Linked DNA regions of Mus musculus: regions 2, 3, 4, 5, 6 and 7 are each linked to region 1. The links are chromatin contacts, called in public HiChIP or PLAC-seq, Micro-C and promoter capture Hi-C maps. All regions are on one chromosome and are shown on one strand. The core of a region is the stretch at or near the end of the contact, and the rest is flanking DNA. Distances in the headings are between cores, read along the strand shown. Region 1 holds the start of Upf1 (UPF1 regulator of nonsense transcripts homolog (yeast)). Region 2 holds the start of Cilp2 (cartilage intermediate layer protein 2). Region 3 overlaps Gatad2a (GATA zinc finger domain containing 2A). Region 4 holds the start of 2010320M18Rik (RIKEN cDNA 2010320M18 gene). Region 5 holds the start of Gatad2a (GATA zinc finger domain containing 2A). Region 6 has its middle 27 kb from the start of Gatad2a. Region 7 holds the start of Jund (jun D proto-oncogene).

Region 1 (3,617 bases), core at 323-2,822:
AGAGCATTTGATGGGGAGGCAGAGGGGGCCTGGCCCTGGCCCAACCTGAAATGCCTACATCGGCAGCCTATCATTCAAAACAAAAGCCCCTCCCCAAGGCACAGTCACCCATGTGGTACCCATTGTGGGTAAGGAACAAAATTCAAACCCAACTTTTCCAAGCAGAGCCTAGGAGTTACATAACACCGGTTTCAGCAACAGGCAACCCAGAAGGAAAAACAAACCGGCAGTCACCTCTCCATCCACAAAGTGGGCTATTTCCACTTGAGGCGACAAAACCCTGGCTCTGCTCCAGGGAACCCCTAACCCAAACTTGAACTTGAACCCTGGCTGGAGGGGGTGGTGGATGAAGTGGCAAAAGGGTGAGATGGGGTGGTTGGACTAGCCAAACAGGTGACCCTGGAGGGCAATGTGGGTCCGTCCAGAGGATAGCAACTGTGGACAGGTCACCTTAGACATACCTAGGAGGGGAGTGAGGGAAGCTCTGGCTTAAGCCTTGAGCCGAGCAGATCCTGCGCTACAGGAGGGACACTAATGCAGGTCACTGCCCAGCCTAGCAGGGTGGAGGAAAAAAGGACAGGTGGCAAGTAGCTGGGACAAGAGGCTGGGAATCAGAGAAGATGGTAGGTAGCTGGGTGGGCCAGAGCAGCAAGGACTAGGGCAGGTAGCAGGAACCTGAGTCAGGTGGCAATGACTGTGGCAGGTAGACCTGGAAGAGGTAGTTGGAATAGGGTGGAAGCAGAGATCTGGGAAAAGGGCAAGTAACGGGAACCAGATCTGGTAATAAGGTACCAGAGACCTAGGGCAGGTGGCGGGTACCTGGGCAGTTTAAACAAGAATCCAGGGTGGGTAACTGGAGCTGGCCAATAGGGACTTAATGTTTAAGGAGCCAGAGCAGGAAGCAGTTACCCAGGCTTGTTAACTGGACCTGAAGCCGGTAGCTCGGACCAGCGCCGTCTAACTGGGACCTGGCTCAGGTTCACAGGGGCCCAAGGCTGGTTAACTGGGATCTAGCGCCGCAGCTCCCGCGCCCGCCCGGCTTCCGGCGCCGCCATGCGCCGCTCAACTCACTTGTGCGTCGAGCTGGCCGGCCGCGCCGCCTGCGCCCGCTCCGCCCGGGCCTCCCGCGCCGCCGGGGCCGCCGGGGGGCGTCTGCGTCTGGCTGGGAAGGGTGAAGTCGGTGAATTCGAACTCGGAGCCCTGGGTGTCGGCGCCGAGCAGCTCGGCCTCCTCAGTGTCCAAGAAGGTGAGTGTTTGCGAGCTGGGGCCGTACGCCTCCACACTCATCCTGCCGCCCGGGCCGCGCCTTCAGCGGGCGCCTCACCGCACTCGAGCCCGAGGCTTCGGCTAGGCCTAGGCCGTAATCCGGAGTAGCCGCTGCCGCCGCCCTGAGAGCCGGGCGGGCTCCGAGTCGGCCTCCGAAAGCAGAGCCGGGCCGCCGGTTCTGAGCTCTGAGTTGCCGCCGCCGCCGCCGCCGCCGCCGCCGCCGCCGCCGCCGCCGCGCCCCTCCGTAACGCTGCTCGCCTCAAAGCCGACCGCCGCTCTCAGACCCCTGGACAGGAACCGCCGTCGCCGCCACCGCTGCGGTGCGCGTGCGCGAGCCGGACGCCGGCACAGATGCGCGTGCGCGAGTCCGACGCCGGCGCAGGCGCGCGCGTTCCTCCCGGAAAGTAGCCAACCGCACCGGAGCACTGGGAGCTAAGCGGGAGGGCGGAACTCGCCGTGCGCCTGCGCGAAGAGGCGGGCCTTCAACCGCCTAAAGGACCTGGGCTCGCGAACTTGGCCCCGCCCCAACTGCTGCCTAGCGGTGCGCATGCGCGCATGCGACGTCCTCACCTCCGGGCTTCAGGGCTGGATGTTCGTTAGGTGCTGATTGAGGCTCTCTCCAGAAGGTTTTGGGTGTGGAGCCTGTGGCACGGGGACCACGCACCTGCACTCCTTGAACCTTAGTTACCCCGTCTGTCACTTGGCTCGTGGCCATTCTCAGTATTCATCGATTGAATAAATGAGTAGGGAGCGGGGACTCTGCCAAATGGTAGTCACTGCTACCCCGAGCACTCCTGAAGCCTGTGAAGATAAATGCTTCTTTTGTCTTGCGATCAAGTCGCACTGGTCCGAGCTAGCCTGGGAATCGCTGAGAAGGGGTCAGGTCCCCTAGAACTAGTTATGAATGGATGTGAGCTCCTCTTGTAAGCGCTGGGTGCACAACTCTGAGCCATTTCTCCGGCCTGTTTTGGTTTTGATTGAGGGTCTCACACTGTAACCATGGTTGGTTTGGAATTCGGGGGAATCCTCCTGCCTCAAAGTGCCTGGTGGTGGGGTGACAGGTGTACATGCAATGTTGACCACGGAACTAAGGGCTCTTGTGTGCTAGGCAGAAGCTACCAACTGATGAGCATCCACAGCCAGCTGCGAGACTTAGAGAAACACTCCTCCCTGGGTTTCCTTCCCACTCTTCAGTGGAGGAAGTGTAAGTGTTGCAGCTCTGAAGGGAAAGGCATTCCCCCCACAGAAGTGTATCTGCTCTGCTTGGGCAGGGGGAGGGGTGGAGGTGGTTCCCCAAAGTGTTTCAGCTGTGCTCCAAAAGATCCTGGCAATTGGGAGCCAAGAAATAGAACAAAGTCACAGCACACAACAAACCTAACACGAGATTTATTGCGAGGGAAAAACCCAGGAGGGTGGCTGCCTCTGCTTGGGTGGATCTCCCAGTAAGGACACTCCTTAAAATCCAAGCACTCAGGAGTCGAAGGCAGGGAGATCTCTGTAACTCTGAGGCCAGCCTTGTCTACAGAGCGAAGTTCAGGACACCCAACATTACATCATCTCAAAACACACAAAAACAGATGCTGAGTGTAGAGGCGCAGTCTCCCAGGACTCTGGAGATGGAGACAGAGCAAGGATTCAAGGTCATCCTAAGTTGTATAGCAAGTTTGAGGCCAGCCTGAGGTATATTAGAACTTGGCTAAAAAACACAATGAAACAAACAAAAACAGATAAGTAAATGTTCCATCAGGCCAAGGATTAGTTAGCCCAGTTCGCTGCAACCTTCCATAGAGGGACAGTAGTGCCTGTAGCCACTGCTCAATAAAAGGTTCTCTGTTGCTTTGTTGTTTTTCAATTCTTAGTACATTTATTTAGTTGTGTGTGGGCACACTTGTACATGCACAGCACATGTGTGGGATCACAAGACAACCTACAGGTATTGGTTCTCTCCTAATAATGGAACTCGGATTTGGTGACAAGCCCCTTTACCCACTGAGCCATCTCATCAACCTCTTGGGTCAGTCAACAGGATATAAGATTAAACCACCAGAGTCCAGACTTCAGTTGTCTTTTTGGAGTAGGATCTTTGAGAGTTCGAGACCAGCCTGGTTTAAAAAGTGAGATTCCGGGGCTGGTGAGATGGCTCAACAGATAAGAGCACCCAACTGTTCTTCTGAAGGTCCTGAGTTCAATTCCCAGCAACCACATGGTGGCTCACAACCATCCCTAACAAGATCTGGCGCCCTCTTCTGGAGTGTCTGAAGACAGCTACAGTGTACTTACATATAATAAATAAATAAATCTTTTTTTTAAAAAAAAAGTGAGATTCAGGATAAACAAGAGAACCATTGTCT
Region 2 (3,617 bases), core at 291-2,790, 470 kb before region 1:
TACAATCTGGGCACAGCTCCCTGCATCCTCACTGTGCTGATGGGTGTGCCTCTCTAAGCCACGCCCGTGCCCTGCCATCACTGGGCCTTGCCCCTTAGGGTCGTACTGTACCCGCCCGCCCAGGCCTATGGGTCCCCCCCTTACCCAGTGGGCAGCGGAAGCGCACGTGGTAGTTGGAGCAGCGGCGGCCTCGAGGCTGCTCACGATTGAGACACCAAAAGCCACGCTCTGGGTTGGCGTGCACCCTTTCGCCCATTGCAGCTGGTAGCGCCCAGTCGGTGGTGCGCGCCTCCAGTGCCAGTGGTCTCGGGCACACCCGCGCGGGACCATAGTAGAATCGAATGGCGGCCAGGCTCTCGAAGTCGCCATCTCCTCCCGGGTGATCCACGTTGAACCACGACGTCCACTCGCTGGCCTCTGTGAGCATCGCACGCTGAGCCCGGGTCCCACCTCCCTAGTCTCTCCAGCTTGGAGCCTTGAGGCCCAAGGAGCTGTGATGTCCAAGGACTCCTCATTCTCCCTACCCTCCCCACTGACCCCACCAGGCCCAGATCACACAGGCGGGTTGCTGAGGTGACTCACCCTCCCAATCTTCCAGGGCTGGCGAGGGCTGGCCGGTATCTGGCGGCCGTCCCTGAAGACCCCTGGCGGTTGAAGTGTGCTCCTCGGTGGGGGTGGCATCTGTGGGAGTTCGAGGAGGCACAAGATAGGGACCACTGAGACCCCTCTTTTGGTGCAACAGGGGGAACATTGACTACCACATTTCACGGGATATAAAACTGAGGATCTGAGAGGCCAGCTCTAGCCCCGGGGACTGCAGCAGCACCCACTCCAGGAAGCCTTCCCATTACTAGCAGCGGACCCTGAAGCCCTGTCACTCCGCAGATCTGGCGACTCTATGTCCCACTACACCTCTAGGCTCAAATGTTCATCAAACACAAGTCGAGTGTATTAGGCTCTGCCTCTACCCGCAGACCGCTGCAGTCTCTTCCTGGAAGTCCCCTCCTGCCATATACTCTCCCGGGTCTTTCTAGGTGGGACGCAAGGTGCCAACAGGTAAGTCCTTGGTTTCTCTGGCCTTCCATCTTTCCGGGGTGGAATAGGAAGGCAGACAGGTTCAGACAAACCCCTTCTTCCTGGAGCCCCAGCCTTCTGAGAAATAGGACTGTCACCAGCCCCGCGGAGAGACAGCTACGACCCCTTGGCACAGATTTGGAAACCTGATGATTTACAATTCAAAGCCTTGGCCAAGTGGACCTTCCTGGGACGACGATGGAAGAGGTTTCTTTCACCGGCTCTCTGGGACGCTCATGAGGTGCTCCCCCGCCCGCTTCTGTGCCTGCGGCTGTCGTCCTGGTGTGTTTGTTTGTGTGTGTGTGTGTGTGTGTGTGTGTGTGTGTGTGTGTGTGTAGGGGGTGGTTCCCAAGGTATCTCACCTCGCGCTCCCGCTAGGTGTAAGGCGGCAAGGCAGAGATAGAGCAAGGGCAGAGGTGATGCCATCGCCAGGTCCGAACTGCTCTGCGAAGCTCTGAGATCTGACTGTGGCGGGCCTAGCCGCTGCTTGGACCTAAAAGGGCGGAACGGGCCACAAGCCACGCCCCCGCACACCAGACTGGGTCTTCTAAGCCTCCCGCGGTACCTCCGCCCTTAGACTGCCCTTGCCCGGTGTCCTGCGTTCCCCCCTCCTTCTCCAACTGGGTCCCGTGCTGTGTGCCTGGCTCCCTCTGGTCTGAAACTTGAAGCTGCTGGCGCCCTAGGATGCTGGACGTTCTCTATATTGTTAAACTTCGGTCCTAAGTACTGGAGGCCACCCCCCAGCAGGGGTCTGCTCTCCATTCTAAGAAACTCCACGGCGCAGCTCCTCCCCACAAACCCGGAGGGAAGTCTCCTCTCCACCCGCCCACCCCCTGGCCTGGTACACAAAAGAGGCAGGGGAGAGGTGGTGGAGATGTTTATTGGTGCGGTTCACAGTGAGGCCACGCAGTCGGTGCCAGTATATTTTGGCAGGTGCAGGCCAAACTTTCGGCGGACGTCATCAGGCACGAACCTGCCGGCTACAAAGTGGAGACGTCCGGAGAAGCGGCCGGCGCAGCTCTTGGGCGCTGCAAGGGACACCAGCACATCGGGCTGCACCGCGTCCTTTGCGTCTCCGCCAGCCTCCGCATCCCAGCCTGAGGGCGGAAGAGGGGGAGCTGAGGACCTCCGGCCCGGGACCAAGTCTGCTCTGCCTCCCTCCACGCACGCGGGTAGCGGTCAGACCTGCTAACCGCAAACCGCCTCCACCCTCCGACTACACCATTTCCACTGCTAGTCTGCCAAGACCCAGCCTCTGCCTTGAGCCGTGTCTCCTTCCGCAGAGGTTAGGAACCGCGCCTTGCTTAAATCAGACCTTCCTCACCCACCTCGGGTCTGACCTCAGCCTCTCTACCCCACCCTGTACTGTGACCCGAGACCCCCCTCCTTCTAAACTGTGCCCCCACATCCCTATCGTATTTGATTTCCCCCTCCGACCTGAGACATCTTGGTTCTCTGACCCACCTCGTGGTACTTTTGTTAGGACTCTGCCCTCTCCCCAAACCACCAGGAGTTTCGGTTCCACCCAGTCCACGAACCAGCAACCAGGACTTCTCTCCTGCCTCAGGCACTAACCAGAGCCACCGGCTCCTCTCTCTGATTAGAGGCTTCCAACTGCAGAATCCCTCACTTTTCCGGGACCACCTACTGTATCCCCCTAGGACTAGATATGCCTCGGCTTTGGTCGGGGATTGTCCTGGAGCAGTGTAGCTAGGGGACACCCCCACGCAGTCCCCACGAGAGGCTGAGCGCTGTTTGTCCTTAGCAGCTCTGGCCTGGCAGGCGTGGCCTCTGCCGAGTGAGCTCACAGGACTGGTGGTGGGTGGTGCCCGTGGAGCTGAGCACTCGGACCAAGGGGACACGGAGTCACTTGGGACAGCCACTTGTATCGCTCCCATCCTCAGGGCGGGTGTGAAATACGATGGGGGCAGACGCGGAAACCGAGGTTGAAAGAGTTGGACAAGGAAAACCGAGTTGGGGGAGGGGGGTGCAGAGGGGTAGAATTTAGGATGGATGGAAAAAAACAGGCTAGGGTAACCAGGCTGTCCCTGGGTGGCGTGCCTGAGGGGACGTCCAGGCTCACAAGCGGGATGGAGAGTCGCTTCAGCGTGGCCAGCGCGCGCGCGCAGTGCCCGCCTGCTTCAGCCAGCCGCACTCCCGGCCCAAGCACTGCGTCCACCACCAGCCCGTACGCGTCGTCGATGAGCCGCACCTGGGGAGAGGGGCAGTGTCAGGGGCTGGGCTCAGACGGGCCAGGGCAGGGGCAGAGTGGGTGCATCTGACCTCGGCAGGCAGGAAGGACAGGAAGGGGATGTCCATCTTCTCGCACTGCGTGGTCAGGTCACGGTGCAGCGCGTCGGCCGAACGCGCGGGGCAGAAGATGCTGGGCTGGTATTCCTGGGAGGCAGGGGGTGGGGGGACCCGGGTTCGATGATGGAGGCGGGAAGAAGTTCCCCTCCTGTCCCAGCGGGACCCCAGTCCCACTTCTGTCCCCCACATCACGGCCCTGTTACTCACGAACACCCGCAGGTGCCGGGCACACG
Region 3 (3,617 bases), core at 591-3,090, 430 kb before region 1:
CTGCTGCATTGTCCTACCTAGGACACACATAAGTGGCTGCAGTGGCTACAAGTTTTCAAACTCAAAAGAACCACTCTCACTGACTTCATGCTCAGGTCTACAGAGTGTGATGGCTCTGCCCTCAACCCTGCACACTCAAGTCTCAGAAGAAGTTACATCATGGAACACTCACCACTGTGACCAACCTTCTAACACACATCCTGTGGTGTAGGAAGTTCACTTTTCCCTGTGAGCAAACAGCCAGTCTCCCTAGGAGCTCAGTTGTAGCAGGGGTGGTACACACTGTCAGATGCACAGGTCCACAACACTGACCACTCTTCCCACACTGGCTAAAGACCAGTGGCTATAATATAGCCTACATCAGTTAACCCACACAGGAGCACCCCAAAATTAGACCTCCCTCTTTGTGAAGGGTATCAGAGGGCATACACATCTGTTGCTTCTAAATCCTTAAAGCCAGTGTGCTCTGTTGCTGTAACACAGGAAGGAGGTGGGAGGAGCACTAAGTCCTAGAAAAAGTACTGCCCACAGTGGACAATCTAAACTGCCCCTTGGTGTGTATCCCAGCACCCAAGCAAGTACCAACTTGCTTGTGGAAAGCAGCTCAGAATATGTCCACTAGATGGCACTGTGACACAGGATAAAGTTAGGTGGAAGTCACAGTGCAGATCTGTCTCTGTGGTTTGGGTTTGAGCAGGGTGAGGTGAGTCACTAGGTGAAGACTCTTTGGGTCCCCACCACTGGTTCCTGCCAGCTGTATTCTCAAGAAGAGTGGCATGGTGGGCAGAGGCTGACCAGCCAGCATCTGGCTGGCTTCCTGATTCCCACATGACAGCTATACGTGCACACTGGCCACAGCCTGAAGGCTTAAGCCTGGAGGTTCTTGAGAGTCAGGCTTCGGCAGCCCAGAAACCAGTCATTTAAAAGAGACCCTGGAAGGGCTGGAGAAATGGCTCTGTGATTAAGACAACATAGGTTTAAATCTCAGAACCCACAAGACAGCTCACTACTGTAACTTAAATTCCAGGGATTTGGACAGCCTCACTCAGACACACAAGCAGGCAAAATAACAATGCACACAAAACAAACAAATTATTTAAAAAAATTGAGAGAGCTAGTGAGATGGCTCCACAGTTAAAAGCACTGGCTACTCTTCCAGAGGACCAGGGCTCAATTCTCAGCACCCACACAGCAGCTCATAAGTTTCTGAATTTTCAGTTCCAGGGTATCTGACACCCTCACAGAGACGTACATACAGGCAAAGCACTGTTGTACAAAAATAAATAATATACAAATACATGAATCTTTAAAAACAAACAAACAAACAAACAACAAAACAGCTTAAAAAAAGAGACCCTGGGCATCTGTCTCCCTCGGGTCTCTTCAAACACTCCAAGTCAATCTCTCCTCCAACATTCCCACCGGCCCTCACCCGAGGTCAGGTTTCAAGGTGATCAGACAGCTTCAATTCCAGGTCCACTGACTGTGCATGCCACCAACTGTATATTGTGTAGCAGAGGAGCAGCCCAGTGCCGTGGCTGTGGTACTGGCCCAGGGGGGTGCCCAAGTGAATTAACAGCTGGGCTTAAGAGGCACCTATGACAGAGTTACAGTCTAGGACTGGCTTTCTAGGCAGACCAAAGGACACCCAACTGTGGAGTTTATCTCTTTCCTATCTTTCTGAGGTGAGTCGTCTAATAAAATTTGAGATGTCTGTGAGGAATGAGGGCACTGCTGGGGCAGAGACCATCCTGGACTTAGGCTTCCTTGGAAGACAGCCCTGACCACTGTTGCTCTCTGACCCCATCCTGGGCCCCAACTAATCAATTTCAGAGATGATGTCACTGCTATCAGTATCACTCAGCATCCCAGCAGCAGCCAGCCTGCCCGGAGTGAACTTCCTCTATGCTAATCAGGCCACCAAAAAGTCATGTGACAAAGGCATTTCCCTCTCTGGTCATGTGACCCTTTAACTGTGCCTTCCAACGTGAAAACCATGGCAACGGGCAGTTCTAACCGGTTTGTGACACACGGCCTTCATTTTGAGAAGAGAGGTAAGGGTTCAGGTGCTGTCAGAAAATGGAGGCTCCACTTTCCCCTTTCTGTGCAGCCTCCAGGCATCCAGTCGCCTGTGGTCATCTCCTACAAAAAACAGAGGAAACCACAAGCCCCTCTCCCTTCCAAACTGAAAGGCTTTCCGAAGCTCAGCTTTTAACAGAAATACCTTCAAGATTCTCTGCACTTTTCTAGATAGCTTTTAACTTAGGAACCAGAATACATGGATCAATCACAGGCACAATTTCAGAGGGAGCCTTTCATGAAACCCATAGGCATAAGAGTAAAATGAAGAGTGACATGGAGAGCTCTGGAGCACGGCCAGGCCGGCAGGGACAACTGCTTTTTCTGGATGCTGTGTGAACCTGTCCTACCTGTCTATGTTGAAAACACACAGTGATGAAGTAGCTTCACATCACCAGTAAAAATCTCCAGAAGCCAGCCAGTCTGGCCATTAGCACCAAAAGCTGTCTCCTACCAGGAATGTGTGCTGTGTCCTGGAGAAGGGGCTGAGCACTGGGATAGCCCACATCAGAGGAGGTGCTTGGATCCTATCCATGTCTCTTCAATCTGATCGGAGGAGGAAGAACACCTACATCAACTGAGGACCAAGTCCTCCTCAGGGCCAGCTTGGCTGTCATGGCCTATACACCTACTCTTCTGCACCCAAACCTTGCACCACAACACAGACTAGCTTGACTCACAAGTCTGTCCACCAAGCCCTGGCTAGCCATGATCTGTCTCTATCACCCTTCAATGGACCTCTGACCTTTGGAATGGCCTGTGTTGGCATTCATTAGCCCCATGGCACATAAGCCAAAAGAGGACATCAGACCTGCAGGGCCCCTTTGTTTCCTAAGGGACTGCTTTCAGATGTCGCCTTTCTCACCTAGTACATGTCTGTGTGAAAACAGACAGACAGATGGGACAGGATGGACAAGCATAGCTACCCTACCCTCTTGAATAGGCCTGACTTCCTTGTCTACACAGCTTGTGTGTCTCTAACTCACAGGAGGGATTCCCCATCCTCCCTATCCCTCTCACATGGGTGTGGTGCAGCCTCAGCTCCCAATAAGGGCACCCAGAAGGATCACGGTGCCTCAGTGCCAGGGCCATGCTGCTCTAGAATAAGTATTCCCAAGCACCCCAACCTTAAGGTCAGCTATGACTGAACTGACTTGGGTGGAAGAGGCTATGGGGCTTCTACACAAAGCTAGAGGCCCGTCCCCATAGTGACGCTCCTATAGGCATTAGCCTGTTCCTGTGGAGAGGAGATGCACCCACAAAGCTGTGGGTTAGTGACTTAGGCTGTTGAAAGTGCTCCACAAAGTGAGGGACTCCACAGTTATGCTGCCTCCCGCCTCCTGAGGGGCACTCTTTTACCCATGTTTCTCAGTTTTGAATGCTCAGATGTGTCAGCACCAAGCAGAGTAGGAGCTCTACTTCCCCAAGGCCGTGGGACAGCTTTGCTGGCCCTAAAGGACCTGTTTCACCTTGACAAGATGGGGCTGTCTGTGCAAAGCTAACTCTTGAGATTGGCATGTCTGCTACCAGGCCACAGT
Region 4 (3,617 bases), core at 641-3,140, 420 kb after region 1:
TGCCATGGCTGGCCTGGGGGGTTCTGGACCGTCAGCTGGCTCCCCGGGGCTCTAGGGACCCCATGGGCTGGTGCGGCCTGTGTGGTGGGCTTGTAGACCTCTACTTCCAGAAGTCACAGGCGACCTCGGGGGCCGCACATGCCTAGATGGCCATCTGTCACAGAGGCCACCATTTAGTCACCTGTGCAATGATGTTCCTGGTGTTTTCTCAAATTATTTGGCTTGTGTCACCCATCAGATGGTCAAGCTGGGATAGGTGGATCACTCCTTCATTAGCTGGGCTGTGGGTGCCCAGGCTTACTGGCTCTTCAAGATGTGCCTGACACCAGACGAAGGGACCCAGACCACAGGCTGCTACCATGCTCAGCCGGGAACACCAGCCTAAAGGACATGGACAAGGCGGAGTGAGCCAGGACAGAATCCCCCAGTGACCTTGGGGCTGGCCCCTGTCCCACTACTGATTAGTCTCCCCATCCGAGAGGCCACACTGACAGCCTTTCTTCGGGGTGCTGGGAGCTGAATGCTTTGCTGTCCCCACTAGGGTTGTGGGAACTGAAGTTCAGAGCTCTCTGAAGAACCCCACTCATCAGGAGGAAGCCAACCACAGATGCACCCAAGTTCAAGGCAGGAACAAAGACAGTGACCACATGGCCAGTTAGACTTGGGGTTATTGGGGAACCCCAAGAAGGGGTTGAACACCTGAGCAGTGGACATGGCCTATCAAGAGCTGTGGCCTGGGTGGGCATCCAAGGAAACAGAAGCCTTGGTTCCTGCAGGGGAGGTTGAGACAGGGTGCAGGGGTGTCCCCAGCTTGCCTTAGCCTGGGGCTCTCTGGTGATGCAAGAGAGGGGAGGTGTCAAGAAGAACCATGGTCACCTTAGTGCCACAGTAGGATGGGGACAGGAGCTGGACACCCCACATTGGGTCCTAGCCTGGGTCCCCATTCCAGCCTGCAGTTGGGTCTTCTGTGCATCCTCCTGGGGGAGCAAGGCTGACAGGTCCTCGTATAGGGACAGGGCAATGCATAGACAGACCGGTTCCTGCAAAGGCCCGATGGTGGAAGACGCCTGTCTAGGATGCAGAGGCTTTCAGAAAGAAGCCATGAAAAAGGCGTTTAGCGTGCCAAGGGGAGGGTCTGGGCTTCATCCCCAGATCTCGGGGACCCGGTGCAGGTGTCCTAGAGGGACTTAAGGCTTTGTGGTCCAGGGTATCCGGTGTGACTCACTGTCCGGCCTCTTGTGGCCTGCATGTTATAGGTAGGGAAACTGAGGGTCGGAGAGGCCTCTCCTAAGAAAGCCACCCGTCTGCCCGCCCCCGTGCCGAGCACGTCTGCACACCATGGGGGGAGGGTATCGCGGAACCCCCAATGCAAAAGGAGGGGCCTACGATGCACGCATAGTCTGTGTGCTCACACAGACGGGCCCCTAGACCCTCGTGCACCCCGAAGACCCCTGGACGACGGAAGTGGCCGGATCCGGGGTCGTGTCCCGCTCTCCGCCCCGTTGCGGGCGGGGACCTCCCGGCCTTAGAGACCCTGTCTCTACCCCGCAGGCTGCACAGCCCCACGCTCAGCTCGGAGCCCGGTTTTGTGCGGCTCCTTCTCTCCTCGGGTCCTCCCCACCACCATCGACTCACCCACTCCGGCCGCCGTCGCCACCACCACGACCGCCGCCGCCGTCGCCGCAGCCGCGGGATCCCTGCGTCAGCCACCGTCGCCGCGGTTCCAAGCCTTCGGGCCCGCCCCCAGGCGGAAATAGCCGAGCGCACTCGGGTCGGGAGGGCGGGCCTTTCCCCCCACACGAGGCGGAGCCCGAAGACCGAGGCACGCGGGCAAGCCTCCGGAAGCTGCCGAGTGTGCTCCCGCGGGAATGGGAGGCTGGGCTTTGCCACGAGACAGCCGAGGCTGGTCGGAGACAGCCGAGCACGGCCGTCGGAGGCTCACGAAAACACTAGAAAGCGGAAGGGTCGGGAACGCATTCGGTCCGAAGCTGGGCTCGGTGGACTTGGGACTCTGAGATACCCGAGCCATTCCGGAAGCAGCAGAACGTGCCATAACAGGGGTTTGTTTGTGTTTTTTACGAAGTCGTGAACCTGCCAGACCGCGGAATGTGTCTGGGAGGAACCGAACGACCTCAACTCCAGGCCTTGGGAGTTGACTCGGAGGCCGCCGATAGCTTCCGGAAATTGCCGAAGGTCCACTGGACGAGCTCGGCAGCTGTACCCTCAATGGAGAGCCGCTGGTGGAAGGAATGGAAGGCGAAGGCACTGCCATGACAACCCTAGGCGTCCGGAAACAGCCGAAGTGTCTCCGGCCCAACACGCGCGAGAATGCGGCTTATCAGCGTCCGGAAGCGAGATTGTTTCCGGAAATACGGACAGACTCTGGCGAGACGGAGAGAACCAGAAGTTGCCGAGCTTGTTCGGCTGATTTCCGAGGGATTCATTTATCTATTTTAGCTCACCGCAAAGACTAGGGTAGAAAATTGGGACGGAGGGGTTGCAGCGAGAGTTCGGCAGTTAAGCATGCTCACTGCTCTTGCACAGGATCCAGGTTCAGTAAATTACAGCCGCGTATAACCCGACTGGAATTAAAAGCAAGAGCTATGACGCCCAGCGTTTTGGATTTTTCCTTTTTAAGATTTTGTGTTTTTCTTCATGTTCAACTGTGCGCCTTGTGAGTACCTGGTGTCTGTGGAAGTTAGAAGAGACATCGGATGCTCTAGAACTTGAGTTACGGCTGTGAGCTGCCATGTAGGTGCTGGGAATACAACCTGGGTCCTCTAGAAGAGCAGCCAGTGCTTTTAATCATTGATTCCTTTGGCTTTATTATTTGAAACAGGGTCTTGTTATTAGCCCAGGCTGTATCTGAACTCATGATCCTTCTGCTTCGTGCCTCCCCACGCCCCCACCTCCAAGTGTTAGGATTACATGTGTATACAGCCATGCCTGGAAACACTTCATTTTAGAGATGAGATTTTGCCCTATTGCCCTAGCCAGGATCCCAGCCTGCTAGGTAGCTGGGATGCAGGCTGGCTTGGATTAAGTGTTTAACCAAACCCCTATACAGCCAACAAAACTCACTTAGATGATATCGAGCCATCAGTTTTTCCCTACCCCCAGCCACTCACAAATGCACACACCAGTATCAGATGTCTTCATGGGACTTTATTTGATGCCAGCTCCAAGATGGGTAGAGGGCTACTCATGCACAGCCTTGGTCTCCCTTCCAGCAGAAGGTACTGGCTGCGAGTCAGGGAGGTGCAGAGGGTTTGAGTGCCTGCGAATTCCCCTCGTGGAGTGTGTAGAGCTGCACCACTGGCAACCTACTACATGGCTGCTAGATCACACAGCATGGGAGTCTGGGCTCCCCCATGGCCATGCTCACAGTAGGGCTAGGAGAGCCTGTCCTGGGCTGCCACTCTTACTGGACCATTGTGGGACATGCCTCTGGCCTTAGGAACCTCAGCTTCTTGGATCACACAAAGCTGGGGGGAATTCAGGTGTGCTCAGTGCACATGAAGTGTGCAAGTCACTGGGGTTAGTCCTGTAAAGAGGCACAGAATGGGAAAGACACTCCTCTAGAATTACACAGCATAGCTGGGGTCCACACTCGGTCC
Region 5 (3,617 bases), core at 291-2,790, 380 kb before region 1:
ACTTGTAGAAGCTACAACTTCTCATCTGGAAATTAGGTATTATACATCAGAAGGATCATTTTTGGTACCTGCTATACCTGCAAAGGAAACTTGGCCCATGCACACTGAGAGCCAGGTATAAGCTAAGGACTGGAGGGTATTCACAGTGCTGTGGTGTAATGTTGCTTTAAAGAAAAGTTGTAACCACCGTAACCACCGAATGGTAGGATGAGAAGAACAAGAGGGAGACTCAGGCTCAGTATACAGATTACATCCACAACAGGTATCTATCGCTTTGTGAATGGACACACACATTAACAGGGACGTGGGAGTGCTGCATACTCCAAGAAGATAAAAAGAAGTTAATGCTGTCAAGAAAATGTAAGGCTCAGGAGACTCACCAGGACTTTGTCCTAAAGAATCCAAAGCCACAAGATAAGAGTGAACTACCTGAAGTGAGTCAGGTAGGTAGAACTTGCAGCCTCTGCTAAAACTGCAGGGGCGGGAAGGAAAAACAAAACATTCTGCCATACAGGTCTTAATGAGGGGTCCCCATTCATTTCAGGGTTCCGGAGAGCGCAGTCCGGCTGCGGCTGAGGCCTGCCCAGAAGCCTTTCCTTGTTGAAGTGATCAATTCCGATTCTTGGCATTAATCCCTTTAAAAGGCCAGCTGCTGCTGTCTAGTCACTGATGCCAACCCGTTCCAGGTGGAAGAAAAAAGAAATTATTGGAGCCACATCGTACACCCGGAGGCAAATTTAAAGTGGAGGGCCATGAGGAAAACAGGAACCAAGAGAGGGGGAAGGGTCCCATGGCTCCCCAGGGTCAAGCAGGAAGGGCGCGAGCCCAAGCAGGACGGTGGGGGGGGGGGGGGACCGGCCCTGCAGGCGTGGGCGCGCAGGGACTCTTATTCTGACACGGGATCCTCCGCCGCCTCCGCCGCCGCCGTCGCCGCCGAATTTAACGCCGCCGCCGGGCTCGGACCCCCGACCCTCCCGTGGACTCTCACCCCACGCCACTCGTCCACGTGCTGTGTGCCCGCCGCCCCCCTTGGGGCGGCCTCCCAGCCTGAAAAGCTCAGGAGGGAGTGAGGCGACTCGGCCACTTCCCGGCTCCGGGGACCAGGGACCCCAGCCCCACGTGCGAGGGCGGTGGGGAACTTTCCAGCGGCGCAGGCGAAGCGAACCGCAGCGCAGCAAACCGAATACGACCGCGCTCCCACTTTCCCGCGCCCCCGCCCCGCCTTGCCAAGTTTGCTAGGAACTTACCCGGCCGCGCGCCGACCGGGCCCAGGGGCAGCGCGCGTGTCCACAGGGCTGGGGGCGGGGGGCGCCGGCCGCGCGTGCTCGCTGCGCCTGAGGGGCCGCCCGGGCCCGCGGCGCTCGCTCCGCCGCTCCGCCCGCCCGCGCCGCCGGCCAGATAATGCGCCCCTCGGCCGCACACATGGAGCCCGGCGCCGGCGTCACCGCCCGGGACATGCGCACCAGGTCAGCGCGCCCGGCCCGCGGCCCCCAAAACACCGGGGAGCTCTTAAAGGCGACGCCACCCGCCCGCACCCGGATGGGCGGGGTCGGGAAGGGAGGGGCTCCCTGTGGGCGTGGTCTTATGTGGGCGTGGTTCCCTGGAGGCGAGGCTGGGCGGGCCTACCCGGAAGCACCGCCCTCCCAGCCCCAAAGACTGGCGACGCTGCGCTAAGCGACTGGGTTTCCCACTTGGGCTGCTAAGCGCCCCTCAGCCATGGCCAGCTTAGTGCACAGAGCTCGGCCGCGCCCAGGGCTGACTCACGCTGACCTCGCCCGAGCCCTGCACGGCCACCTCTTGTAACTCTGAGACGCGCCCGGGGCCTCGCAAAGCTTCCTCTCAGGAACTTCGGTGTTGACCTCCAGTGAGAAGGTGCGATCGGCTGAGCGGTCACCCCTCTCCCCCGGACCGCAGACAGTTCAACCTACCCACCAAGCCAATCCACCTGCAGAGAACGAGGTGGACGGCTGTCTCCTTCCAGTAATCCACATCTAGCCTGTGCCTCTGGAGAAGAAGGAATCCCCAAGAAAACAAACCTGCGCCCAACCCTCTCTGGTAACACCAAGGAGACAATAATAGCCAGAAAGGAAGCAAGTTTGGGGAGATTATGAAGCATCTGAAGCCAATTTACAATTTCAACAGGGAAAAGTACAAAGTTCATAGAAAACCTATTCCAGGACAGCGACATGGCTCAGTGGTTTAAAGAGGCTTGCCACCAAACATAATGACCTGAGTTCCATCCGCACAAGTTGTCCTCAGACACAAACACACGCTCATAAATAAAATATGTTAATTTAAAAAACACATCTGGAGTCATGGCTCAGCAATTAAAGGTACTGGCTGCTCTTGCAGAAGACCCAAGCACCCACATGGTGGCTTACAACCTACCATAACTCCGGTTCTAGGGTATTTATGCCTTCTGTCCTCATCATACAGAAACACGTCATAAAGAAATCTTATGAAGACAAAGCCCAGGGCTAAAGAGTTAGCTCAGTGGTTAAGGGCACTTCTTGTTGTGGAAGACCTGGGTTCTATTCCCAGCACCCACATGGAGGCTCTCCTCCTCAGGCAACAAGTACACATGTGGTACACAGATGCACATGCAGGCAAAACACTCATGACACATCAGTTTCTTTTAATATATATATATATAAGGGTTGGAGAGATGGCTCAGTGGTTAAGAGCACCAACTGCTCTTCTGGAGGTCCTGAGTTCAAATCCCAGCAATCACATGGTGGCTCACAACTATCTGTAATGAGATGCCCTCTTCTGGTATGTCTAAAGACAGCTACAGTGTACTCACATATAATAAATAAATCTTTAAAAAAAGAAAAAGAAAGAAAAGGAAATGAAATAAAGAAAATGAAGCCTCAAGGTAGGTGGATGAGTTCGTGGCCAGTCTGTACTATGGCTAAGACTACAGAGAAACTCTGTCTTGAGAGGAAAAAATGAAAAAGAAAAAAGAAAGTCTAGTGTCACAAAGCAGTTGTTAATATCAGAATCACTGAAACAGACTCCTGCCATGTTCCTATTCCAGCTTTGAAATAGTGATGAGACAGACACCAGGACTCCTGAAAACTGCTGAAGTACCTTTTTTGTAACACACATAACTGAAATGTGTTACTGCACAACTGTAATGTAATCTGATGGCTTCTGTTGTGTTGGGAAAAACATCAAAAGTACTTCTAATCTATAAGTGGGTCTCACCCCAAATTTGAAAAATTACAAAAATCCTCATCCTCAGCACTGCCTTCCCTAAGTCCTTCTGAATTTCTGTGGAGTTTTACAGTTGGCAACTTTGTCACTGACCCCTACCCATACCTAAACCTTCCAAGTTTAAAGCAACATCTTGCAGAACCTTAAGAGAAGCACTCTTCAACATCAAAAAGATACAAAATACCGATTGCGGCAAAGAAATGCAAATGTTTCAGCTTAAACAAAAAGCTCTCAAACTTGACCAGGTATATAGTTCAAGGGCCTCTGCTCCATCCCTGTACAAGGAAAGATGGGTCGGCAGAATCCAGGGCTTCCGTGTAGCTCTAAGAGCCACTGGTGCCACAGTGATTAATCAGATGGTGTGCATTACAGCAAAACAAGAAACCGTTACCTCACCTGGT
Region 6 (3,617 bases), core at 487-2,986, 350 kb before region 1:
TGGGATATTTTGCTAGCACAAGAATCAACCTATTTAAGTGATCCCTTGGTACTTTACACATAACTTTTCTTGTTTTTCTTGAGAAGGGTTTTTACTGTGTAGCCCAGGTTGGCTTAGAGCTTACTATGTAGTTCAGGATGACCTAGCACACATAGTCCTCTTGGTAGGTGTATTCCATTACATCTAGCATAATTTATTGTTGAATCAACAATTATTGATGGGATTATAGGTCAGCATAGTATGTAATTTCCCATTGTATGCAGAAGAGAAAGGCAGTGCTGGGCCTTGGTGGCGCACGCCTTTAATCCCAGCATTTAGGAGGCAAAGGCAGGCAGATTTCTGAGTTCGATGCCAGCCTGGCCTATAGAGTGAGTTTCAGGAGAGCCAGTGCTACAAAGAGAAACCCTGTCTCGAAAAAAGAAAAAAAAAAAAAAAAAGGAAGGTAGGAAGGAAGAAAGAAAGAAAGAAAGAAAGAAAGAAAGAAGAAAGAAAGAAAGAAAGAAAGAAAGAAAGAAAGAAAGAAAGAAAGAAAGAAAGAAAGAAAGAAGGAAAGAAAGGAAGGAAGAAAGAAAGGCAGGTACACTCAGCTACTGTTATTGGTCTACATCAACTGCTCAACTGTAGTATTACATCTTAACTGACACTTGTATTATTTACATCTCAAATCCAAAAACAATTATAACACGTATTGCTCTTGCAGAGAACCAGATTTCATTCCCAGCGCTCACATGGTGACTCACAACCCTCTATAACTCCAGTTCCAGGAGATCTGGTGCATGTGGTGTGCTTACATACATTTATACACATAAAAAACTTTAAATCTCCAATCCAGCAACATGCTCAAAGGTGAGAAAGCACTATGGTCTCATGGAGAGCATGCTCACATTAGCAATCAAAAATTGGTGCTGGGACCTAGAGAAATGGTTCAGTGATTAAGAGCACTGACTGCTCTTCTGAAAGTCCTGAGTTCAAATTCCAGCAACCACATGGTAGCTCACAACCATCCGTAATGAGTTCTGACCCTCTTCTGGTGCATCTGAAGCCAGCTACAGTGTACTTACATATAATAATAAATCTTTTTTAAAAATTGATAAGCAGTGCATTAGCTAGTGTCCAGCTCAATATATGCCCCCCCCACACACACACACACAACTAAACTACTACTGTACTGGTAAAATAATCCAAATAAATAATCAAAACTTTTGAGACCTAGACAGGGAATGCAATTCAGTTGATAGTGATTGCCCAGTGTGCACAGTGTGCATTCCCGGCCCCACATAAACTAGGTGTGATGGTGCACACCTGTCAGCTCAGAATTTAGGAAATAGAGGCAAGACACTCAGAAATCTAAGGTCATCCTCATCTTCATAGTTCAAGAACAGCCTGGGCTAAGGAAAAAATAATAATCCTAACCCTTTTCTTTGTCTGAAGTGAACTCTCTTTGAAGAGAGACTCCAGGTAGATACTCTAGTGAAATTCCTGAACCTCAGAGCCAAGGGCAGCCTAGTTTTATAATAAAAACTGAAGCAAGAGCCATGTGACTGAAGGATGAGTTTCCTTTCCCTGGTGGAAGCTGATTGCATCTCTTCACCAAGGCGTGGCCCTTCCTGGGTCTGGGGAATCAACTTGACGAACAGGCTGAGTGACATTCACGCCCATATAGGGAAGTGGGAGCTGGCCCAGGCAGCCCCACAGGCGTTAGGAAGGCGGGGCCTCTGCCAGCCAGAGACCTGTGGCTGCTCTCCTGAGAAGTCCCCTCGCACAGAGGAAGCGTTCCACCAGCACTGAGAGTGACCGCTGAGTAATGCCACAGACAGATAGCAAAAAGGTTATAGCCTCCAGGGTCGAGGGCCCAGGTCTGTCCCGGCATAAAGGAGACTGCTGAAGGAAGGATCGTAAATTGAAGGCTAGTCTGAGCTACAGACCCTCTTTTGAGAAACAACACAAAAAACAGGTGCGGTAATAATCGCAGCACTTCAGAAGAGGATCACTGTGAGTCTGAGGATAGCCTGGCTTGCAGAGGAAGGGGAGGGGAAGAGAAAAGGGAAGTGGGCTCTGGAAAGACGGCTTAGTGGCACTTGCTGCTCTTGAGTGTGACCCAAATACCCACTTATGGCAGCTCACAGTCGCCTCTGTGTGCAGCTCCAAGGGATCCAACGCCCCCTTCTGTCCTCTAAGGTCACCTGCAAGGCACATGTGCACAGATAGACACGTTAATAAAAATTAAATATATCTTTATTTTTAAAGGAAAAAAAAAAGAGGAAACGAAGGGAGAACTGTGTGTACTGACCCACCACTGTCACAGCAGCATGTCACGTAAGGATTAAGTTTTTATTTTTGTTTTTTTTTTTTTTTCCGAGACAGGGTTTCTCTGTATAGCCCAAGCTGGAACTCACTTTGTAGACCAGGCTGGCCTCGAACTCAGAAATCTGCCTGCCTCTGCCTCCAGAGTGCTGGGATTAAGGGCGTGCACAACCACGCCTGGCTGGAGGATTAGGAATTTAAGGGTTATCTTTAGCTACATATGGAATTCCAGGAAAGCCTAGGCTACAAGGAAAGGGAGGGTGACAGAAGGAGGGAAGAAAAGAAAGAGGCAAGAAGGGAGGAAGGAAAGAGAAAAGGGAGTTAGGTTAAAGCTATACAGAGTCACTAAAGAGTCTCTAAATGGCTGAGTTGCTTTGCACAGAGCTAAATACCACACCCTGCATCCCTGCAGGCATCTTCATTCATTAGAGTTGACCCAGCTTGTGTGTTGTGTATCTCTAGAATCACTGACCTACTGAAAGCAGCATCCTTTTGAGGGTCTGTGGGCTTGGTCCTGGTTTCCCCAGGGAAGCAAATCATTGTTTTTAGAGGGAAAAAGATCAGGTGCAATGGCACCAACAGGCCGTCGTTCGCACCCCTGTGCTTCCCTAGAGAAAATCAAGCAGACATCTACAAGCTATGGTGGACCACACTGTGCCTTTATTGAGATGAGTTTCTAGAATATACAGAAGCAAAGCCAGACTAAGCCCAGGAGCCCTTTCAGCCAAGCATTTTGTAGACAGGGCCTTAATATATAGCTCAAGCTGCCTGATATTCCTGTCTGTCTCAGCCTCCTATGGGATCACAGGCCTGTGCCACCACACAAAGCTGCTGGCTGAGTTTTTTTAAAAGATTTAAATTTTTAAATATTTAAAATTTATTTATTTATTTATTTTTCCTTTTTTTTTTTTTCTGAGACAGAGTTTCTCTGTAGCCCTGGCTGTCCTGGAACTCACTCTGTAGTCCAGGCTGGCCTTGAACGCAGAAATTCACCTGCCTCTGCCTCCCAAGTGCTGGGATTAAAGGCGTGCCCCAGTACTGCCTGGCAATAGTTTATTTTTTGAAAAAGGGTTTTATGTAACCTAGGCTGGACTCAAACTCTCTATGTAGCCAAAGATGACCATCAAGTTCTGATCTTCCTGCTTTCACCTCCCAACTGCTGGGATGATAGTCATGTGCTACGGTACATGGAACCCAGGGATTTTGTGTCAGCTGATCTACAGCTGTGTTAGTCAGTGAACTACAGTGACTTCTCCACCACCAGGAAGAGCATTTCTTTCAATTTCGAGTTTCTGAAAGAGAAAGCATTCTTC
Region 7 (3,617 bases), core at 651-3,150, 340 kb after region 1:
AGGGTGCACAGTCTCCACGCTGGGCCATGCGTCCCGTACAAGTCACTTCCCCAGACACTGACCAGGGAAGACAGAAGCGAAAACAGAATCCAGAGTGGGCGCTGTTTCTGCCACCCACTGACCAGCCGCACTGCATGGCCTCCAGCCCAACCCAGCGCCCCGAGACTTTTTGAATCCCTCCACTCCTTATTGCAGTTGTTTTGAAGGTTTAGTAGGAGTTTTTCCCAGAGGCTAAGGGCACCCCAAGACCAGCAGGTTAAGTTTCTCCAAATAATAAAATTGAAGAATGACTGATGGGGTGTCGAGATGGCTCTGCGGGTAAAGGCTCTTGTTGCTCTTGTTGAGAGCTGACTTGAGTTCACAGGACCCACAGAATGGGAGAGAACAGACTCTGAAAGCTGAGGTCCTTCCCCAGCCTCTCAACAAGCCCTTTTCCTACAGAAATACAATTAAAAAAAAAAAGTCAGTCAGGACAGGCCGCTCCCGCCTTTAATCCCAGCATTCGGGAGTCAGAGGCAGGAGGATCTTTGAGTTCGAGACTAACCTGGTCTACAGAGTGAGCTCCAGGACAGCCAGGGCTACACAGAGAAACCCTGTCTCGAAAAGCAACCAAAAATGTTCAGGTCTTACTATTTCTTTACATTTTCCATGCCACTACAAAATGCTCTCCTTGCCTGATAGGGAAAGTGAGTCTCAACAGAGGTAAAACTTAATTTGGTACGTAAACCTGTCCCCAGTCAGCTCAAACCACCGCCTCCAGAGCGCACGCCCGCCCATCCCCCACCCGCCAAGGCCAAGTCCCAAGGTCAGGGCGGAGCCTCGCGCGCTCCGCCAAGCTCCGTACGGCCCCGGGGAGAGGCAGGCCTGGCGCCGGGGGCTGGCTGGCGTTGGGCCAGCACTAGCTGGCTCAGTCGTTTGGCGGGGGGCGGGGGAGGGGGTGCTGGCTGGGATATGGCTCGCGAAGCGCAAACCCCACGTGTGTGGTGAGGGGAGAGTCCACTCTATCTTTCTGGATGGTCACTTGCCTACAAAAGGGGATAAAACCTGGGTGTGTGGCTCTCTGAGGCAACAACTGGTCAAGGCTCGGGCGGGGGTTTGGGGGGAGGGGGGAGAACCCTCTGAGGCCTCAATGGCCTGGGCGAAGGTCCTGAGGTGCAAAGGAGCTCCAATGGGGTACAGATTGGAGAGGAGTCACAGAGAAGGGATGAGACTCCTCTCTGGTCTTCTAAGGGTTGTGTTGAGTGTGCTGGGACTTGTTGCTCCCACCTCTTCCACCTCCGTTCCCAGCAAGCAGAAAAGCCTGCATCAGGCCTGGTGGCATACTGTACTAATTAAGAGGGTAATTACCAGTCCGGATTCTCATTTGCAGGCTCCACTCTGGGACCCACCTCAGGCTCTAGAAGAGTCAAGAGTAAAAACGTGTACTGCCATGGCTGTCCAGAGGCCTGGCACCCTAGTTCTGTCCTTGGGAGGACAAATGTGTGGTAAATGCCTGTCCTTACAGCACATAGAAGGCAGAAGGATCACTTCTCAAGTCTAGCCTGAGCTACAGAAAAATTCTGTCTCAAAACAAAGGCAAAAACAAAACAAAACAAAAAAAACCCCACAAGCTCACCCCAGAACTTCCATCAGCAGGAGCCCCAGGTCAACCTGGGTTACAGCTTTTGCATAGTGCCCTTTAACTCTAGCACTTAGCAGGTCCACATCTGTAAGTTCCCAGCCAGCCCCAGCTGGAAGGTGAGAGATCCTTGCTCAAAACACAAAGTAAAACTCAACAAACCCAAGACTCAAATCTCATGCTAAGATGAGGTGATGGGCACGTCTTTCACGTTGAGGCAGTGAAATCACCCTCAGTCTTGGTCAGCTAGGGTACAGGGTGTCCTAATAACTGAAACCGAAGCAAGGCACAATGGCATATATTAGTCATCCAGAAGCCTGAGGTGAGATTTTGGGGGGTTCGGGAGGTCATTCTGGGGTACAGAGTGAGATTCTGTTTCAAAACGTCCCAATCCAGGGCCATAGGGTAGGCTTAGAAAGTAAACGTGACTGCACCCAAGTCGGACAGCCAGAGTGCCACACCGGGGAGAACAGACTCCCAACTCTCCTCTGACCTTCCTGGACACACACACACACAAAGCACAGATACCTACACAGACAAACACAGATACACAACCACACAGACAAACACACCAGCATGTAAAATAAAAACCGAGATCTGTAGGCCGAGGTTAAGAGACTCAGGCCTGTTACTGCCACACTTGGGAATATGAAACAGGGGGACTGAAGTTAAGTTCATGAATAGCGGAGTCTAGAGGATGAGATCCTGTCTTGACCCAAAACAAAGATTAAAAAAATTTTTTTTCACCGAGATCAAGAAAAAAACCTACAACTGATGGCTACCCTGGCTGCAGTTGGACTCCACACATCCCATCCTCAGTTTCCCCAAGGAAAAGGCAGGAGGTCAGCTTTTAGGGCGTTCGACTCCACCCTGTGAAACTGACAAGGAGCTAAGTAGTTGTGGGGACTCTCCAAGGGACCCTCCTCTGCCTCCCCCTTCCTGCCCACACCTGCCAGCTCCCAGCCGGAGGAACCCTGGCCGGCGCCCGGCCCCCGAGGGGCGTGCCTTCGGTGGGCGTGACGCGGGGCGTGGCTTCACAGAGGGCCTGGGTTTATGAGGCTCCACACATCACGCCACAGAAGTGCCAGAGACAGGGGAGAGATAGACGCACAGATGAGGTCCAGTTTGAGAAACAGAGAGGCAAGATCTAGAGGGAAGTAAAGAGGGGAGGAAGAGAAAGGGAGGAGAGGCAAGAAACAGCAGGGTAGGGACAGAGCCTGCCCGGCAATCCAAGCTGGGCGTGGTGACCCGGCCAAACCGCGTTCAGCCCCACCCCCATGACGTCAACCCACAATGCAGCGCGTTGTTGTGCCATGTAGCGAGCGTCGCTCTTGGCAACAGCGGCCGCCACCAGGCGAGGGCGTCCCGCTCCCGCCCCTTTATGCAAATCAACGACGTCACCTCGCGCCAATGGCGAGCGGGGGCGGTGAGCTCATCGCGGGGGCCGAGGCTATAAGAGTGCGCGCGGGCGGCGCGGGGCAGAGCGGCCGGCATCGGAGCCGGTCTGTACGGGCAGCGGACTGGGGGGCATACGGGGCCCCCCGGGGAGGCCGCGGCCACTCCCCCCGCCCCGGGGCCGAGCGCGGCGGGGGAAGGTGGGGATGGAAACGCCCTTCTATGGCGAGGAGGCGCTGAGCGGCCTGGCTGCGGGTGCGTCGAGCGTCGCTGGTGCTACTGGGGCCCCCGGCGGTGGTGGCTTCGCGCCCCCGGGCCGCGCTTTCCCCGGGGCGCCCCCGACGAGCAGCATGCTGAAGAAAGACGCGCTGACGCTCAGCCTGGCGGAGCAGGGAGCGGCGGGATTGAAACCAGGGTCGGCCACTGCACCTTCTGCGCTGCGCCCCGACGGCGCCCCCGACGGGCTGCTGGCTTCGCCGGATCTTGGGCTGCTCAAACTCGCGTCGCCGGAGCTGGAGAGGCTGATCATCCAGTCCAACGGGCTGGTGACCACTACCCCGACCAGTACGCAGTTCCTCTACCCGAAGGTGGCAGCTAGCGAGGA

What was found. Promoter capture Hi-C pulls out the DNA fragments that hold promoters and counts their contacts. A called contact is a pair of places that touch in the nucleus more often than the background predicts. HiChIP or PLAC-seq counts read pairs in DNA pulled down with a chosen protein or histone mark.
Region 2: a contact with region 1 is called in an H3K27ac HiChIP or PLAC-seq map of embryonic stem cells, with 4 times the contacts expected there. The contact joins the promoter of Cilp2 here to the promoter of Upf1 in region 1. A contact is called at or near these places in 6 of 39 promoter capture datasets (cranial neural crest, embryonic stem cells, fetal liver and 2 more), 1 of 484 Hi-C or Micro-C datasets (natural killer cells) and 2 of 115 datasets of contacts at active chromatin or transcription factors (embryonic stem cells and large pre-B cells).
Region 3: a contact with region 1 is called in a promoter capture Hi-C map of hematopoietic stem and progenitor cells, with 4 times the contacts expected there. The contact joins the enhancer-like site here to the promoter of Upf1 in region 1. A contact is called at or near these places in 4 of 39 promoter capture datasets (frontonasal cranial neural crest, hematopoietic stem and progenitor cells and liver) and 1 of 115 datasets of contacts at active chromatin or transcription factors (pro-B cells).
Region 4: a Micro-C map of embryonic stem cells shows a contact between it and region 1, with 2.5 times the contacts expected there. The contact joins the promoter of 2010320M18Rik here to the promoter of Upf1 in region 1. A contact is called at or near these places in 7 of 39 promoter capture datasets (fetal liver, hematopoietic stem and progenitor cells, hippocampal neurons and 3 more), 1 of 484 Hi-C or Micro-C datasets (embryonic stem cells), 2 of 115 datasets of contacts at active chromatin or transcription factors (embryonic stem cells and pancreatic cancer cells) and 1 of 9 other capture datasets (adipose tissue).
Region 5: a contact with region 1 is called in a promoter capture Hi-C map of pre-B cells, with 2.6 times the contacts expected there. The contact joins the promoter of Gatad2a here to the promoter of Upf1 in region 1. A contact is called at or near these places in 5 of 39 promoter capture datasets (cranial neural crest, hematopoietic stem and progenitor cells, liver and 1 more) and 2 of 115 datasets of contacts at active chromatin or transcription factors (effector CD8 T cells and pancreatic cancer cells).
Region 6: a promoter capture Hi-C map of pre-B cells shows a contact between it and region 1, with 3 times the contacts expected there. The contact joins the enhancer-like site here to the promoter of Upf1 in region 1. A contact is called at or near these places in 3 of 39 promoter capture datasets (cranial neural crest, liver and pre-B cells), 2 of 484 Hi-C or Micro-C datasets (embryonic stem cells and muscle stem cells) and 2 of 115 datasets of contacts at active chromatin or transcription factors (effector CD8 T cells and memory CD8 T cells).
Region 7: a Micro-C map of embryonic stem cells shows a contact between it and region 1, with 3 times the contacts expected there. The contact joins the promoter of Jund here to the promoter of Upf1 in region 1. A contact is called at or near these places in 1 of 39 promoter capture datasets (neural stem cells), 1 of 484 Hi-C or Micro-C datasets (embryonic stem cells) and 2 of 115 datasets of contacts at active chromatin or transcription factors (both in embryonic stem cells).

Annotation. Positions count from the first base shown.
Region 1 is chr8:70,351,707-70,355,323 of GRCm38.p6, forward strand. It overlaps Upf1 (UPF1 regulator of nonsense transcripts homolog (yeast)), which reads right to left and starts at 1,573. Exons shown (of 24, transcript NM_030680.3): 1 at 1,072-1,573. The coding sequence starts at 1,287.
Region 2 is chr8:69,885,852-69,889,468 of GRCm38.p6, forward strand. Cilp2 (cartilage intermediate layer protein 2) reads right to left here and starts at 1,541. Exons shown (of 8, transcript NM_026818.2): 1 at 1,437-1,541; 2 at 583-681; 3 at 145-417. The coding sequence starts at 1,500. It overlaps Yjefn3 (YjeF N-terminal domain containing 3), which reads right to left. Exons shown (of 6, transcript NM_001353930.2): 3 at 3,592-3,617; 4 at 3,358-3,471; 5 at 3,136-3,286; 6 at 1,937-2,171. The coding sequence ends at 1,966. Gm33746 (a long non-coding RNA gene) reads left to right here. Exons shown (of 3, transcript XR_379069.4): 1 at 1-419; 2 at 743-1,056; 3 at 1,143-2,533.
Region 3 is chr8:69,918,526-69,922,142 of GRCm38.p6, forward strand. The region is part of intron 3 of Gatad2a (GATA zinc finger domain containing 2A); the gene reads right to left. Among named protein-coding and RNA genes, the nearest start is that of Tssk6, 18 kb to the left of the region's middle. Within about 2 kb of position 1,841, at least 268 of the 459 cell types and tissues checked have an H3K27ac peak or open chromatin away from gene starts, as enhancers often do. A contact at or near this core is called in hematopoietic stem and progenitor cells, liver and pro-B cells, where this site is marked.
Region 4 is chr8:70,774,972-70,778,588 of GRCm38.p6, forward strand. It overlaps 2010320M18Rik (RIKEN cDNA 2010320M18 gene), which reads left to right and starts at 1,891. Exons shown (of 1, transcript NR_029440.1): 1 at 1,891-2,635. Pik3r2 (phosphoinositide-3-kinase regulatory subunit 2) reads right to left here and starts at 1,741. Exons shown (of 16, transcript NM_008841.3): 1 at 1,636-1,741; 2 at 1-381. The coding sequence starts at 6. Mast3 (microtubule associated serine/threonine kinase 3) reads right to left here. Exons shown (of 26, transcript NM_199308.2): 26 at 3,146-3,617.
Region 5 is chr8:69,972,843-69,976,459 of GRCm38.p6, forward strand. Gatad2a (GATA zinc finger domain containing 2A) reads right to left here and starts at 1,541. Exons shown (of 13, transcript NM_001113346.1): 1 at 1,248-1,541.
Region 6 is chr8:69,999,690-70,003,306 of GRCm38.p6, forward strand. No RefSeq gene overlaps it. Among named protein-coding and RNA genes, the nearest start is that of Gatad2a, 27 kb to the left of the region's middle. Within about 2 kb of position 1,737, at least 276 of the 459 cell types and tissues checked have an H3K27ac peak or open chromatin away from gene starts, as enhancers often do. A contact at or near this core is called in embryonic stem cells, liver, memory CD8 T cells and 1 more, where this site is marked.
Region 7 is chr8:70,695,839-70,699,455 of GRCm38.p6, forward strand. It overlaps Jund (jun D proto-oncogene), which reads left to right and starts at 1,901. Exons shown (of 1, transcript NM_010592.5): 1 at 1,901-3,617. The coding sequence starts at 3,220.